2 separate regions of the Sparus aurata genome follow, and region 2 is linked to region 1. The links are chromatin contacts, called in public Hi-C maps. All regions are on one chromosome and are shown on one strand. Each heading gives the region's core, a stretch centred on a gene start, on an enhancer-like site or on the middle of the called end of the contact. The rest is flanking DNA. Distances are from core to core; before and after follow the strand shown. Region 1 holds the start of LOC115576828. Region 2 holds the start of LOC115577144 (cyclic AMP-responsive element-binding protein 1-like).

Region 1 (7,084 bases), core at 1,196-3,695:
CTGGAAAACACTCACCACTCTTTCTCCAGGTATGAGCAGGAGTTATATATGTCTTTGTAGATCTTCACTTGGTTTCTGGTCAACGAAAGTCCTAAATGTGGACTGACGAAAGGAGACAGGGCATCGTAAAACTAATCAAGAAAAGAGAAAGAGAGAGAGATAAAAAAAAAAAGATATTAAAGCAAGTGAGTGTGTTTGTCCTACTGTTAGCTAAGCATATATGCTAAGGTTACATCACTGTTAATAAGCAGTTGGCTAAATCAACAAATGGTGAATTTGTTAGCCTACCATGTTGGTTCTACCTGGCTGGAGGGCAGTAAACTAATGAATAATTGGATCTGGCCTCCAGGCTACCATCAGCCCGGGTTAACACGTTTGACTACAGTTCACTAACTTCAGAGCTTGTGAATAAAACATGCAAGACTTAACAGTTAACTTTATAACTTGTCTGGAACAAGTAAACATTTTGGTCACACAAATGAATCGCCTTATCATATATGCTGTTCAGGTGAAAGGTGGGGAAATGTGTGCGTTTTGTACATTACCTGGCAGCAGATTGTTTTTTGCTTTATACATTATTTGTGCTTTGTGAAAATCCCTCCCACAAGACCCTTCGACTTCAGGTGCTGCAACTTTATTATTAGTACGTTCATAAAATCCTACATCATTTAGCATCCTTACGCTCCTGAATCCATAGCCTACAGACTATCAGTCAGTAATTTGTAATTTATAGAGACAATCCGGAGGGACATATGAGTTAGCCACAGCTAACATTAGCATTCAAACACTTCCCAGCTGACATTGCTTGGTAGCGTTTCATGATACAATAGGAAATGCACAACACTACTCCCAAATCTGTCCAAGATGTGCGTTAACATATCAGAATTCATGTAAATTAATTAATGTGCTATCATCTGACATTATCAGTGTTAGCTAGGAAGTGTGTGAATGCTACCTAGCTGTTGTCTAAAGGTAGCTAATGGGTTATCAAATGTGCTGTTTTACTTAAAATTTGACCCGATCAATCAGAAAGTGAACACATCATGAGGACATTTGAGCTGCCCACCCTGAGCGTGGTGTCAAGTGTTGACATATTCAGCCAACATTTTTACATTTTGAACGTACCTCTTGACAGATGTCATTGAGCGTGTTGGATACATCGCCATATTTCAGCTTAATCATTATTGGGCTGCAGTTCAGCAGAGCCAGGCAGCCTCCGGGCCTCAGCACCCTGTCAACTTCCAGGAGGAACTTCTGGCGGTCGAACCAGTGAGCCGCTGTCATGGCTGTCACGAGATCCACCTCACCAGAAGCAAATGGCAGCTCCTCTGCTGGACACTGCCTGAGGTCACAACAGTCAGAACAGTTTAGAAGGAGGTGGGGAGAAAAGGGGGTTTAATGTGTTTCAGCATATAATGTGAACAGCAAATATATGAGGCAGTTAGATTATTAGGGCCTGAGCACTAACAGTTCGAGGCCCTATTGAATCTGCTAGGATTCTTCTTCTTCATTTTCTCAACACTGAGCACAGTTTTGGAGGCCTGGACATACCCCAAAACTCACCAAACTCGGAATATACGTCACTTTGGTGAAAAAATTTGATAATTCAGTTTGATTGGGTGTGGGTGCGGCCAGGGGACTCTATAGAGCCCCCTGCTGTGAATCATTGCCTCCTACATGCATATAAATGTATGAAATTCACTATGCATATGTATAGAAAAAGGAGCCATCATGTCCAATGGGCATGGTTTCTTTACATATTTTGTTAACTAGAAACAGAAAGGTGTCTTAAAGAGGCATCCACACACCTTGGAGGACATTTTGCACCGTGAAACACATAGAATGACATGCAGTAAATTACCTGTATGATACATTTGGAGGGTTGCTAATGGTCCGCGCCATCTCCAGCTGAGCGGAGCTGACGTCTGTTCCAACAACCTTTGTGAAAAACGGAGAAAATGGGATCGTCCCTTGGCCTGAACCGCAGCCCACATCCACTGCAAGGTTCAACTGGTTCGGTGTCTTGAAATAAAAGGAGTTACACCATGAAAGTTAATTATTGCTAACAATGCTCACGATCAAATATCTCCCTTTTTTAACATTAATTTGATAAGTCCCAAGAGCACTTATAATAAGTACGCTTCTGTCTTATTTAGAGGGTAAAACAGCTAGAGGTGGGATAGAGTTTTTTGGGTCAATCAGCGTATAACCTTAACTTTTATTTAAGGTATCATGGGCTAGATAGCACAGCACCACAACACATGAATACGTTGCAGCCTGTTGAAATGCTGAAAACTTGAATACACTCACCTTTTTCTTCATAAAGTCCACAATCTTGCTGATTAATTCATGATGCCTTACTCTGTACTGCAGGTAAGCAGCTGCGTGAACTTTACCCTCAAAGAGACGTACCGCCATGTTTCTTTGCTGAAGTGATATTACCTGCAGCTGAAGTGAAGGAATGAAGTAAACTTGCAAACTCAAGTTAATTTAAATGTGACAGGTGGAACAGACAGACAGGGGCGGAGCTGCACCCTCAGCACGGAGCTGAGCCCTTCTGATAAAGTTATTTTAAAATCCACGTCGAATAGATGATGCATCCAAAGCTACAGACAGCTGCCTGACCTTTTGAAACACAGTGAACACAGTCAAACACGTATCAATCTTCATATCGGTTTATTTTGATAATTATTGGTCAACCTGTATTATTTCTTTGTTCACATTTTTTGAGGCAAAGTTCAGGAGACCTTTCTGTTTTGTTTTGTTTTTTCTTTCCTTCAGTGCTTTATATGTTCTTTTGCATGTAAAGATCTTGAAAGTTATTAAAGGTTCAAGTCCGCACCAACAGAAGCTCCTCTCTCCAACAGAAAACACTGCTCCTGAAACGCCTCGTCAGCAGTACTGCCTTTATGACGTGACTTTGTGACATCGGACCACATCACGGAATCACACATTTGCGTTATTTATGTCTCGAAGGTAGTTTAGCAGGTAAGAAATGATTTAGCACAGCTCCTCTGTTCTTAAAGAGACAGGAGGGTGAAGACACGGTTGTGTCTTTCGAGCATTAAAGCATGTAAACATATTCTAGTAGAAACCCAAAATAAAATGATGAACATGAACATTTGCATGATATGTTTCCTTTAATGTTTTTTTCAAGTGTGTCACATGCATGTGCAGGCACTGCTACAGATATGAAGATTGGTATTGGACAGATAGACCAAGCAATCAATAAAAGCCTGATATTCACAGTAACAGATCAAAAGAAACTTCTGACTCAACAAAAGTTTGGGGCATTTCAAACATTTATAAGCGACTACGAAACAGTACAGTGGGAAAATCTCTGGTTCAAAATGTAAGATTGAATAAATGCAATTCAAACCCGAGCAGGAGCTGTGAGTACTTCAGAAAACAAGTCTTGTTCCAAACTTTCTGGAGCTTTTCTGACTTTTTATGGTGTAATAGAAAAGTTGACAACCAGTTTTTACCTTCTAAAACGTTTAGTGGACCGTAAATTTTGACTTACATAAGAATAGTCACTTATGGAAAAAAAATGAAAGGAAATATTAGATAACAACAGGAAAGAGATATCTGTACATGCAATGCCTATGTGGAGCAGCAGATGGCAGTAAATGTACAGATATGATTCTTGACGCATGGAGTGTTGAGATGCTTTTGGATCCACATGTTAGTTGTAATCTCTCATCAATAGATATTTACACCAAAATCATTAATTCATTCCCATATTTAACCTCCAACAGCATGATTTCTTTGACGCTAGGCTATATTAGCCGTGGGATATATTTTTATGAGTATCAAGAGAGAAGAAATGTGGATAAAAATCTAACTTTGATCAAATATACTTACAAGATCGATGCCAATTCTAATAAACCCAAAGCTTGAGGTGTGTATAAGCAATTTAGCTTTGATGAAATAATGTTGTTTACGATGTTATACCTTATTTAAGAAATGATTCAAGCTGGCATCCCCGAAACCTAGGCGGCCAGTCTTGGCCGTGTATTTTCCGCCCAATCAACAACCATTGATCCTTCCCATTCACCTGATCAATATCCACTGTCAGATATGGTTTGCAGTAGGGCTCGTGTTAACAAAGAGGGGGGGCAGGGGGGTGCAGGGTGTCCGAAGACGCCACAGGAGCCCCAACCCTTAACCCGGCCATGTTGCTATGTGCAGCCCTGCCTTGTGTCGTCCAATCAATCAGCTTCGATCAAAACTGTCAGCTGCACTCAAGTCACACCACTGTCCGCTGCTGTGTGTGTGTGTGTGCGAGGCATAATGAGCCCGCTATGGAGGACGACGCTGTCATCCGCGTACACGAGCCAAGCCGGACAGAACCATTTTATCACCGAGTCTTTACCAGCAAGTGTTATCACACACATTTCCACACTCACACATCGAAGCCATTAAAAACACAAAGTCAGTGGACTCAGACAAGCAGCCTCGTGTATTGCTTTAATATGTGCAGGCGTTCCCGACACTGTGAAAAGAGCTATGGGAGCGCTTCCATCGGCTGTGACGAGCAGCGTCGCTAATGCTGCACGGGGAATTCTCCTGAAAGGCAATCACACAGGTAATCCACACTCGGAGTGGGAAATATGAGGAAAAACTGTACTTAAGCTGGCAGGAAAATATCCTAAATCTACTGAGTAAAAATCAGCTTGGTGTTTCCAAACTGGTTGAGGAAGAATTTCATATGTAGTCGAGTAAGGAATTGTGGAAAAGGGGATCAAACATGTGCACCGAGTGTATATAGTATATATCTTTAAAATGCATTTCAGCCTAAAATGGGAATTCTGTAGTAAATACCTGCACATCATTTTCTTCTTTCTTCTGACAGTGTGAGTACGGAGACGAGCGGGGTAGGGGGATGGATAGATGGGTATTGAGAATAAAATCCCACTTCCCCGCGGAAATCTCAGCAGGTAAAAGCAGATTGCAGCTGCTGGATGAAATCCATGAATTTTGAAAACATCCGTGTTGCCACATTGACAGCCATGCATTCTTGGGGTGGGGGGTGAAATTTGTCATGGCTTTTGAATAGCTTTCACAGGCCCCAGGGTCCTCAAACACACTTTTTCAATAAGGTAGCAGGAAAAAATGAAAAAAAGGAGACAGACACTGAAATTGGAGTTCAGTTGTTCTGAAAGTGGCTATAATCAATATTTTTATTGAAACCGTTTATCAAAAATGAACGGATCTAAACAGAGACAGAGAATCATCACAACCATCTAAAGGGCCTCTCAGCTGTACAGAGCCAGCTATAGCCATGTGTTCTCACTCCAAACCGTTAAATACGACGGCTTAAAGGTCCAATTTGTAACGTTTTCCAACTTGTCAGATACTGATGAGTCACAATGGTGACAGACCGGACCTACAATCCCAAAGCGTCAATAATGGACGAGGTGGAAATGAGAGTCAAAAATCAACTTTCTCACAAATTGGACCCTTAAGCTTTAAACTATGATACTCGACTTACCCCTCTTCCCCTCGCTCATGCAGGGCTCTGCAGTCAAGTTAACAAATATAAATAAGACACATCTGGTTGGATATTAAAATTAAGCCTCCTGAGAAACATTTCACATATTGGGTTTTGCACCGTTAATGTTGTGAAACAGCTGCAGTGTGTTTAGGGTCAGGTGCCTGAACCACTTGGTTAGGTTTAGGAAAATATCATAGTCTGGTTTGGAAATAACATGCAGAAAATGGTAAGATCCTACATAACAATTCACAAAAGAGACGAAACCTTCCAATAACAGAGGCCAAATAATGACAACTTTACGGTACATGCTCAGCTGCAGACAGCTGAAAGACACAGTTAGCAACTGGCAGATGAACATAGTGCAGCATTTAGCGGCTGGAAAGAAGAGAAAGAAGAAGCTCAACATCTGGTGTGTGTTTAAAAATCTAATTGTGTACATTATATCAACTTAGGAGTTGATCTGTTGTTTTCAAAACTAGTTTTAGCTGCCCCCAAGCGACCAAAAATAAGGTATTGCAGGTTTAAGGCCAACTCAGCTTTGTAACAACAGGAGTACACATTACGTATCACTGTATTTACTTGAGGTAAACAGGAACTAGTTTCTATGTTAACATTAGTTGTGACAACATATTTAAGCACACTAACTGCCAAATTAGTTAAACTGCTTACTGAACTGGCTACCTGCCAAAACCAACATTAGCTTTCTAGCTATTTAGCTCCAAAACTAAAAAAACATGTGTGGGATATAGTCCACAAACGACCTAAAAACGTCATAATCTTACATAACATTTCACAGAAGAGACAATACCTTAAATTACAAAATCAACTAAATCACCAAGTAACATTTGTTGGTTTAGCTTAATTGGTGAGATTATTTTCCCCACACTTGCAAATCCATACATTTACAAAGGATTGGCAGTTCAATAGATTGTCTGTCTTTTTTGGGAAATCGTGTTGCAGCTTGTGATGCTCTAGAAACCTCAATTGGAACGGTGGCACAAACCTTTCCTTGCTTGACCGGTCTTTAGGGGCAAAAACATTTCAGTTACAACGGTGGAAATGTTCTACACAAATTCAGGGAAGGAATGAGAATAGAGAATAGCTGGTGCAACCCCATCCTGGGTTTTTTTCCCCATTACAGATACGAAATCATTCCGGCAATCTTTGAAGAGAAAGGGAACAGGAAGAATCAAATCCTCCCTGTCTTTTTATTGTGGCACTGTGCATTGTGCCAAACAGTGTTTGCAATCTCTGGTAGGATATGAAGATCTTAAATCTTTACCCATTAAAACTTCACTTGAGACACTCGGTTTTCTCCACGGCCAGCCGTAAAGAGCAAATATCCAGGAGATCTGAGCGACTCCGAGGCTGCGCTTTTATAGCGAGACGCTCGCTCTGAGATGCACTTGCAGGGCTAATCCCGCTCTCCAAGGAGAGAGGTAGGTATTGGCTTTGATGATAGAAATGGATTAAACAGATTACATTAAAGGCCAGTCTAATTGAACCAATCTATCCTGATTCTGCCGCTGTAAGATAAATGATGAGAAGGCCAGATAGTATATATAGGTCGTGTGTTTGTGGGTCTGG
Region 2 (7,084 bases), core at 2,031-4,530, 130 kb after region 1:
GGGAGGGGAGGAGCTGACACCTTGACGGATTGATTGAGATCGCCCAATACACGGTGTTGCCCGCAGCCTAGATTAGCAAGAGGTCTGGGTCAGCACAATCTCTGTGTGTTAGATAACTCTCCCGCCTCGCAGCTGCAGCTTGATGCTGCGCCTTCCACAACAACACAATATTTTTTATTTTTTTTCTTCGCCGGGTATCTCTGCAAAACTCACATCTCCAGATTTTTGAGAACCCTCGCTCGCTCGTATGTGTGTGAGGAAGAGAGAGAGACAGAAAGAGAGAGAGAGAGAGAGGCAGACAGACTGTGGGGGCCCAGTATCCATGGCAACCCCAGCCAGGTGCACTGGTTCATATGCGATTCAGGTAATTCAAACCTGCGATGGGAAAAAAAAGCATGCATATAAGGTCAGTGGTATTCAAATGCGCTGCGTGTATTCATACGCTGACTCTCTCTCTCTCTCTGGACGCCGCCACATGACCTCCACACACACACATATGAGCAGACATCTCCCACAATGCCCTGCTTTGAGTGACAGGTATGATATTTCAACCGGGGGTTTGATTGAGGAGTGCATTTAAATGATGACAGCACGTCTCGTGGTTTTGATCGGGTCGCATGATTAAAAAAAAAAAAAAACGAGAGAGCAGAGAGAGAAAATAAAGAAACAGGGAGACACAAAAAAATTGGGGGAAAGTGTCATCGGGCTCGCTGTCGATGGGGTTTTTGGAGGCTTGTGTTAAGCCAGAGGCTTTGACAGCTGGGTTTAAGGAGCAAGGAGAGAAGGGCTATGGATTGGAGTCAGGTCTCTACTTCATATTCCGAAGATTAAACTCCCATCCTCCTCCTCCTACACCATTTTGGACGTCTGTGGCATCGTTTTTACTCGGCTGTTTGTGGGTGTTTGCAGCAGTGATTTACAGCCAGGGTCGTTGCTTCCTGCAAGAGCAAGAAGAAGAAGAGGAAGAAGAAGAAGATGAAGAAGAAGAAGAAAAAAAACCCTTTGCAATCAGATATTCTGTGCCAGAGCTCACCAGCATTAGCAGTCAGAATCTGAAATTTGCTTTAATCGCACGCCGACCATGCGATACGCACTCAGAGAGCGAGATGGTCGTGATAAAGGAGAGAAGAAGTGCGATTGTGTTTGTGCGCTCATGTGTTTTTAGCAGCAAATCCCAAAAGAAAAAAAAAAGACAGTGGATCTCTGTGATAAAAAGACGCAGGATTAAACATGTATTTATACAAAATGTTGAGCCGGGAGGTGTTTTTAAATCACAATGTCCCGAGAAAATCACAGGTTAAAGCTCCTGAATGTGAACTTACGCCAGGTTTTTTGCTTATTTCTATAACACTGTCTGCAAAACAGTGAGAAAATTGACATAAAAATGGACAAAACATGCACAACAGGCGCACAAATTGTGGGCTAATCTTCCACAGGAATTGTGAAAATGATCTGAGCGTGCACAGCTTTGCTCACACTGAGTGATAACTGATGAAACCTCTCGTTCACGTAGGGATGCGGCGGGCTAATTACGGTTTGCTGAGGCTATCCTCGCTGGTGGTCACCATTAAGGGGAATCAATGTCCAATCAAGAGGCGGGACGGATACAAAACGCCGCTTCCTGACAAATATTTATCATATTTGCCGCGAGGGCGCTTAACAAGGTGACCACGAGGTTCACTATCTGTGATTTAATTTGAGGAAAGCGCAAAATTTAAGACTTTTTTTGGCAGATTTATCTTTTTTTTTTTTTTTGTAAAGGACACAAGATTGGTCAGGTCAGCGGCGGCGCGGTCAATCACTCGATAGGTTGAAGAAGTGTATGTTTGACATCTGTTTGTGTGTGTGTGTGTGTGTGTGTGTGTGTGTGTGCGTTAAGAGACCTCACGAAATGACCTCGCACGTAGAGATGATGGTCATAAATTGGTCTGAAGTCTCATTTTCCCTGCAGGATTTTGACCAGCTGCCACAGCTTAGAAGCCATTTCACTCGTGCAGCACACACACACACACACACACACACACCACGCTGACAGAGCGACAGAGTTAATGAGTGCATTTTATGGCTGGATTCGAACAACCAAGGAGAAGCAAATGTAATGGCAATCACGAGGCGCTGTAAATAGCGCGTAATAAGTGATACAGGGGCCGGACCCCGCTGGTTTTTCGATGAAATCTCACCGTGGTTTGGTGTGTGGAAGCCAGAAAACACTGTGCAGGATGATTTTATTCACAGATTACTGATCATATCAGGATGGGACAGAAGCACACATGTGCCTTAACAACATAACAGGGCAGAATCAGTGCCGAGTGGCATGCTGGGAATAAATACGTGACTTTGCTGCCCCCATGTGGACCAGAATAGCAATGCAGCCTATTTTTTTTCAAATCCCATCCCAACAGCGAGCTTCATATTTACCGATAAAGCTTTAAAATATAGAGACAATAAATATTATTTAATATTATATCGTAAATATGCAGTGATAAAATTAAATAATTAAAGGTGCAGTATGTAGTTTTGGAAGGCAAATTTAATTAGATTTAATCAGATCTTTCTTTTTTTTTTAAGAATACAAAGTAAATAAAGACGTTTTTTGTTTTTTTTTTGTTTTTGTTTTTTTTTGCCATGACTTTATAAACAAACGGACCTTAAATGACAAGACAGTTAAATCAGTTTTACTTTGTTTACATGTGGCGGACTCTGCCACCTTTCCGGCCTCAAACAGTGTTCTGGGGAGCTTATTTTCCTCCAAGAGCAGCTTGCTTGGATAAATATTTCTAAGTTTGCATTATCATCTTATTGATATTGTGAAAGACTATACAATTCTCCAAAATTACTTCGTGGCCCTTTAATTAATTTGTAAGGAAAATCGTTTTAAAAAGAGAGAAAGGTCAAATAATGATAAGAATAATAAGAATAAGAATAAGAATAATAATAAGTATTTAAATAATCAGTATTTACTTTAAATAATAAAATGTAAATACTGATTTAAAATTTAATGTAAAAAATAATTAAAAATAAGTTCAATAAGTTTAAGTTTATTATCATTTATAATTTCATATTAAATATTATTTTACATTTGTATGTAAAACTTAATGTTACGTCATATATAAAAATAATGATGTCATATTAAATAATCATCTTTTTTTATGTTAAAGTTGTATTATACAACCTGGCGCATGCGCAGATCAGCTCTCCGACGTCCGGCGCTGCCCTCGGCAATCTCCGTCGCCGTCCACCGCTTCCTCGGCGCCTCTCGGGTGTTTCCGCCGCTCTCCGCCTCCTCTCGTGTCCCGTCGGCGGAGCTGATTTTCTCTGTCGTCGTCTCCCTCGTCCTCCTCTCCGTGTTGTTGTTCTCGGTGACGCGACGGAGGTGTAGCCTGACGCGGTCTCTTACGTGTCGGTCTGAATAAAAGTGGAGCTCCGTAGACCCGGGAGTGACGAAGCGAGTCTGTGTTGGTAAGAGGATACGCATCCGATGTTTGCTAAACAGATAGATGGCTGCCCAGAGAAGTTATTTGCGCCTAATATCCGCACAAAGCCAACAAAGAGATCATGGCGGCCGTGTTGCAGAGGCTCACAAAATGAGTCAGTCTCTGCGAGGCTCGCTGACTCGCAACACATAGGTATTAATATGGGAGTGGGCTTAAATGTTATTTTCTGTTTATTAAACAATGTAGAAATGTGTTACGGAAGCAGCTAGCCATGTGAAGCTCAGTTATTCCTGCCAGCAGTGTGTTTTGAGTCAACCTGAGCCCAAAAACTGCTCAGTGAAAGTGGGGTGCCCTAGTTGCAAACAAAACTGGCACTGCATGCAGAGCTTTCCCTCCAGTTACCCTCACATAGCTAGCAACCTAACGTTATGTGTTGATTCAAGCCGGTTAATGCGATGTTGTTTATTTCCTACTGTGGTTAAACGTCACGGCAAAGCGCTAAGCTGCGATACGAGCTGTTAAAAACTGAAATGTCTGCGTTGTAGTCTTGATAAATTTAAAATAATCGGCTGCTAACTGTGCTAACAGCCAATGCATTCCTATTAGCTCGTTAGCACGTTAGCAGAGGCGCCAGAGCGTTTGCCGCTCAAGCTAGCATGGAAGCTAGCTAGCTAGCTAGCTAGAATGCTAAGTGTAAGTTGGAAACACTAACGATAACTCCACGGCTAATTAGCTGGAGTTAGCTTTAGCCTCCGGTGCTTATTGGAAGTGTGAGGCTTGTTGCTATATGAGCATTATTGAACCTTAACGTTACGGTGCCATGTCTTAAAAAGTGCCACATGCTTTATGTTTTTTTTGTTAGCTTATTCCTTGTTGGAGTTTCCTTTAAGATGTTGATGTATATGCTAGCATGTTTAGCTAAGCCACACCCTCTTTTTCATATATCAACAAGCAGTGTGTGTCAGGCTCAACCTCCAGTGTCTGCTGCACACCTTACACTCCTCTCTCTCATTCCCTTTGTGTGTGCTGACAGCTCCTGTATTAATCACCATGTTACACGTTCAAACAAGCAGTTTCTTACGTTGTGCAGATTTTTAAATGACCATGGAGGCTGGTGCAGACACACAGCAAAGTGGTGAAACGGCTGTCTCGGAGTCTGAGGCCCAGCAGATCAGTCTGGCCCAGGTAAATTTTGTAAGGAAAAGCGATTTAAAATCCACACGTTACACAGTACTTTCCAAAGCAGCAGTGACGTGCTGCTGCTGAGAGACGCTTGTGATCTGAATAAAGATGTAGTGTGCTTATGGGTTGCAGGCGTCCATAGCAGCTGCCCAGGTGTCGTCCAGCAGTCCCACAGTCACCTTAGTGCAGTTACCCAACGGTCAGACGGTCCAAGTGCACGGGGTGATCCAAGCTGCCCAGCCCTCAGTCATCCAGTCCCCACAGGTCCAGACTGTACAGGTGTGAGAGGCTTTTGCGGCACTGATTGCTTACATGCATCGTTTTCAAGTTTGCACGCGATTGCTAGATATTTGCAGTGAAGCCGATGTTGTTTTTTATGACTGATTGTCTTTGTTAAACTGAAAGTATTATGTCTGTTGCAGATTTCGACTGTTGCTGAGAGCGAGGACTCCCAGGAGTCTGTAGACAGCGTGACAGATTCTCAGAAGAGGAGAGAGATCCTGTCCAGACGACCTTCCTACAGGTCTGTGCGACAACTGCTCATGAATACAATTGGGATTTTTCTAGATTTTCTACTTTTCCTGTCCACATTTTGAACTCTTTCAAACACTGTCCTCCATCTCACATCTTCTGCACTTCCATTTAATCGGCCACCGTTACTTTAAGCCAAAGAGTGAACATGCGAAAGCCTTCGACGTTGAGTAACACGCGTCTCTGTGCACGTTCCCCTCTGCAGGAAGATCCTCAACGACTTATCGTCAGACGTTCCAGCAGTGCCTCGAATTGAGGAAGAGAAGTCGGAGGACGACACAGCCCCCGCCATCACCACCGTCACCATGCCCACTCCCATCTATCAGACCAGCAGCGGCCAGTACAGTGAGTACCGTCTGAGATTATTATACAGGAAGTTACATGTTGTTGCGACATTTAGGATTTCCTGCTATCATGCGGTGTCCTTGTGCTCTTTGCGCCACCAACGCCAGTTGAACAGAAAGTCTCAGTGATCAGATGTGGTATACTTGAATGTAGGAAGTCTCAAAGGTGTTACGGTTCAGTGCAAAGAGAGATTTAACTAATGAAATGAGCTGCTGCAGTTTGTGGTGTTTGAGTGGTTTAATTTATCAAGTATTGTAGGAAAAATAGATTGACTCAGGAGGAGATAGTATTTAATTTCCTCGTCCCACGCTCTAGATTTGGAGATCATCACCCTGAAGTTAATCTGAAACTAGTTCTAACACACGACATCGTCCCTCTGTAGTTGCCATTACCCAGGGCGGGGCCATCCAGCTGGCCAATAACGGCACAGACGGCGTGCAGGGCCTGCAGACGCTCACCATGGCCAACGCTGCCGGAGCCCAGTCCGGCGCCACCATCCTGCAGTACGCTCAGACCAGCGACGGGCAGCAGATCCTCGTGCCCAGCAACCAAGTGGTTGTACAAGGTGAGGAGATGACTCGTCACCATGTTCCGCTGAAGCGTTGTGCAATTCTGTTTTAAGAATGAAACTGTACGATTTGGAACAGGAAGTGTGTCAAGCTTTTTTTTTTTAAATCGCTCCCAACACTGACTGTTCTTCCATCAGCTGCCTCTGGTGACGTCCAGGCCTATCAGATCCGCACAGCCCCCACCAGCGCCATCACTCCCGGGGTCGTCATGGCCACTTCACCTGCACTGGGCTCCGGTGGAGGCACCGAGGAAGTCACGCGCAAAAGGGAAGTCCGACTTATGAAAAACAGGTATGTGATTGATTATGTTGACTAATGGATGTTTAGTCCCTGTTGCTGTTATGTGATATTAATTATTAGGGCGGCAACTAATAATTGTTTCCATCGTTTATTAATCTGCTGATTTTCCTCGATTAAGCGATCAGCTGCTCGGTCTGTAAAATGTTTCATGTTCACACACTCACATGGTGTTTGTGTCGCGCAGGGAGGCGGCCCGCGAGTGTCGCAGGAAGAAGAAGGAGTACGTCAAGTGTCTGGAGAACCGCGTGGCCGTGCTGGAGAACCAGAACAAAACCCTCATCGAGGAACTCAAAGCCCTCAAAGACTTGTACTGCCACAAATCTGAGTAGAAACGTCACCGAGCGCCTGGCAGGGCCGACGCCGTCTGCCCCCGTGTACAGAGACTCAGCACAGAGCCATGCATCTGGATGCCACGCCCCCCTTTTCTACTCTCTCGCTTTCTTTTTAAAAACTGCTGAAAAATCTGTAAAGTGACTAGACAGGAATTTAAAAGAAAAAACACACCGACTCCCACTTTCGATTTCGAAATTCTGTTCCCATCAGTTTCCCATGAGAAGGTGAGGCTGCGTCAGGACGGACGTGTCGGAGGAGGCTACAACTCTACAGGGTCTTTTGTGGTGAAGCGATGGAACAGACTGCTCTTGTTTTGACGCCACCCATCGGGGAGCATTCCAGTCACTGGTGCCTGGATGAACCGGGCGACATCACCAGCAACGAGGAACC

The links. Hi-C and Micro-C count contacts between places; a contact is called where the count stands out from the background.
Region 2: a Hi-C map of skeletal muscle shows a contact between it and region 1, with 10 times the contacts expected there. The contact joins the promoter of LOC115577144 here to the promoter of LOC115576828 in region 1. A contact is called at or near these places in 2 of 2 Hi-C or Micro-C datasets (skeletal muscle and an unstated tissue).

Annotation. Positions count from the first base shown.
Region 1 is chr24:15,133,930-15,141,013 of fSpaAur1.1, forward strand. It overlaps LOC115576828, which reads right to left and starts at 2,446. Exons shown (of 6, transcript XM_030409406.1): 1 at 2,311-2,446; 2 at 1,862-2,022; 3 at 1,126-1,342; 4 at 16-131. The coding sequence starts at 2,418.
Region 2 is chr24:15,261,568-15,268,651 of fSpaAur1.1, forward strand. LOC115577144 (cyclic AMP-responsive element-binding protein 1-like) reads left to right here and starts at 3,281. Exons shown (of 8, transcript XM_030409982.1): 1 at 3,281-3,626; 2 at 4,525-4,628; 3 at 4,731-4,895; 4 at 5,039-5,139; 5 at 5,353-5,492; 6 at 5,875-6,057; 7 at 6,199-6,352; 8 at 6,546-7,084. The coding sequence starts at 4,533. The coding sequence ends at 6,690.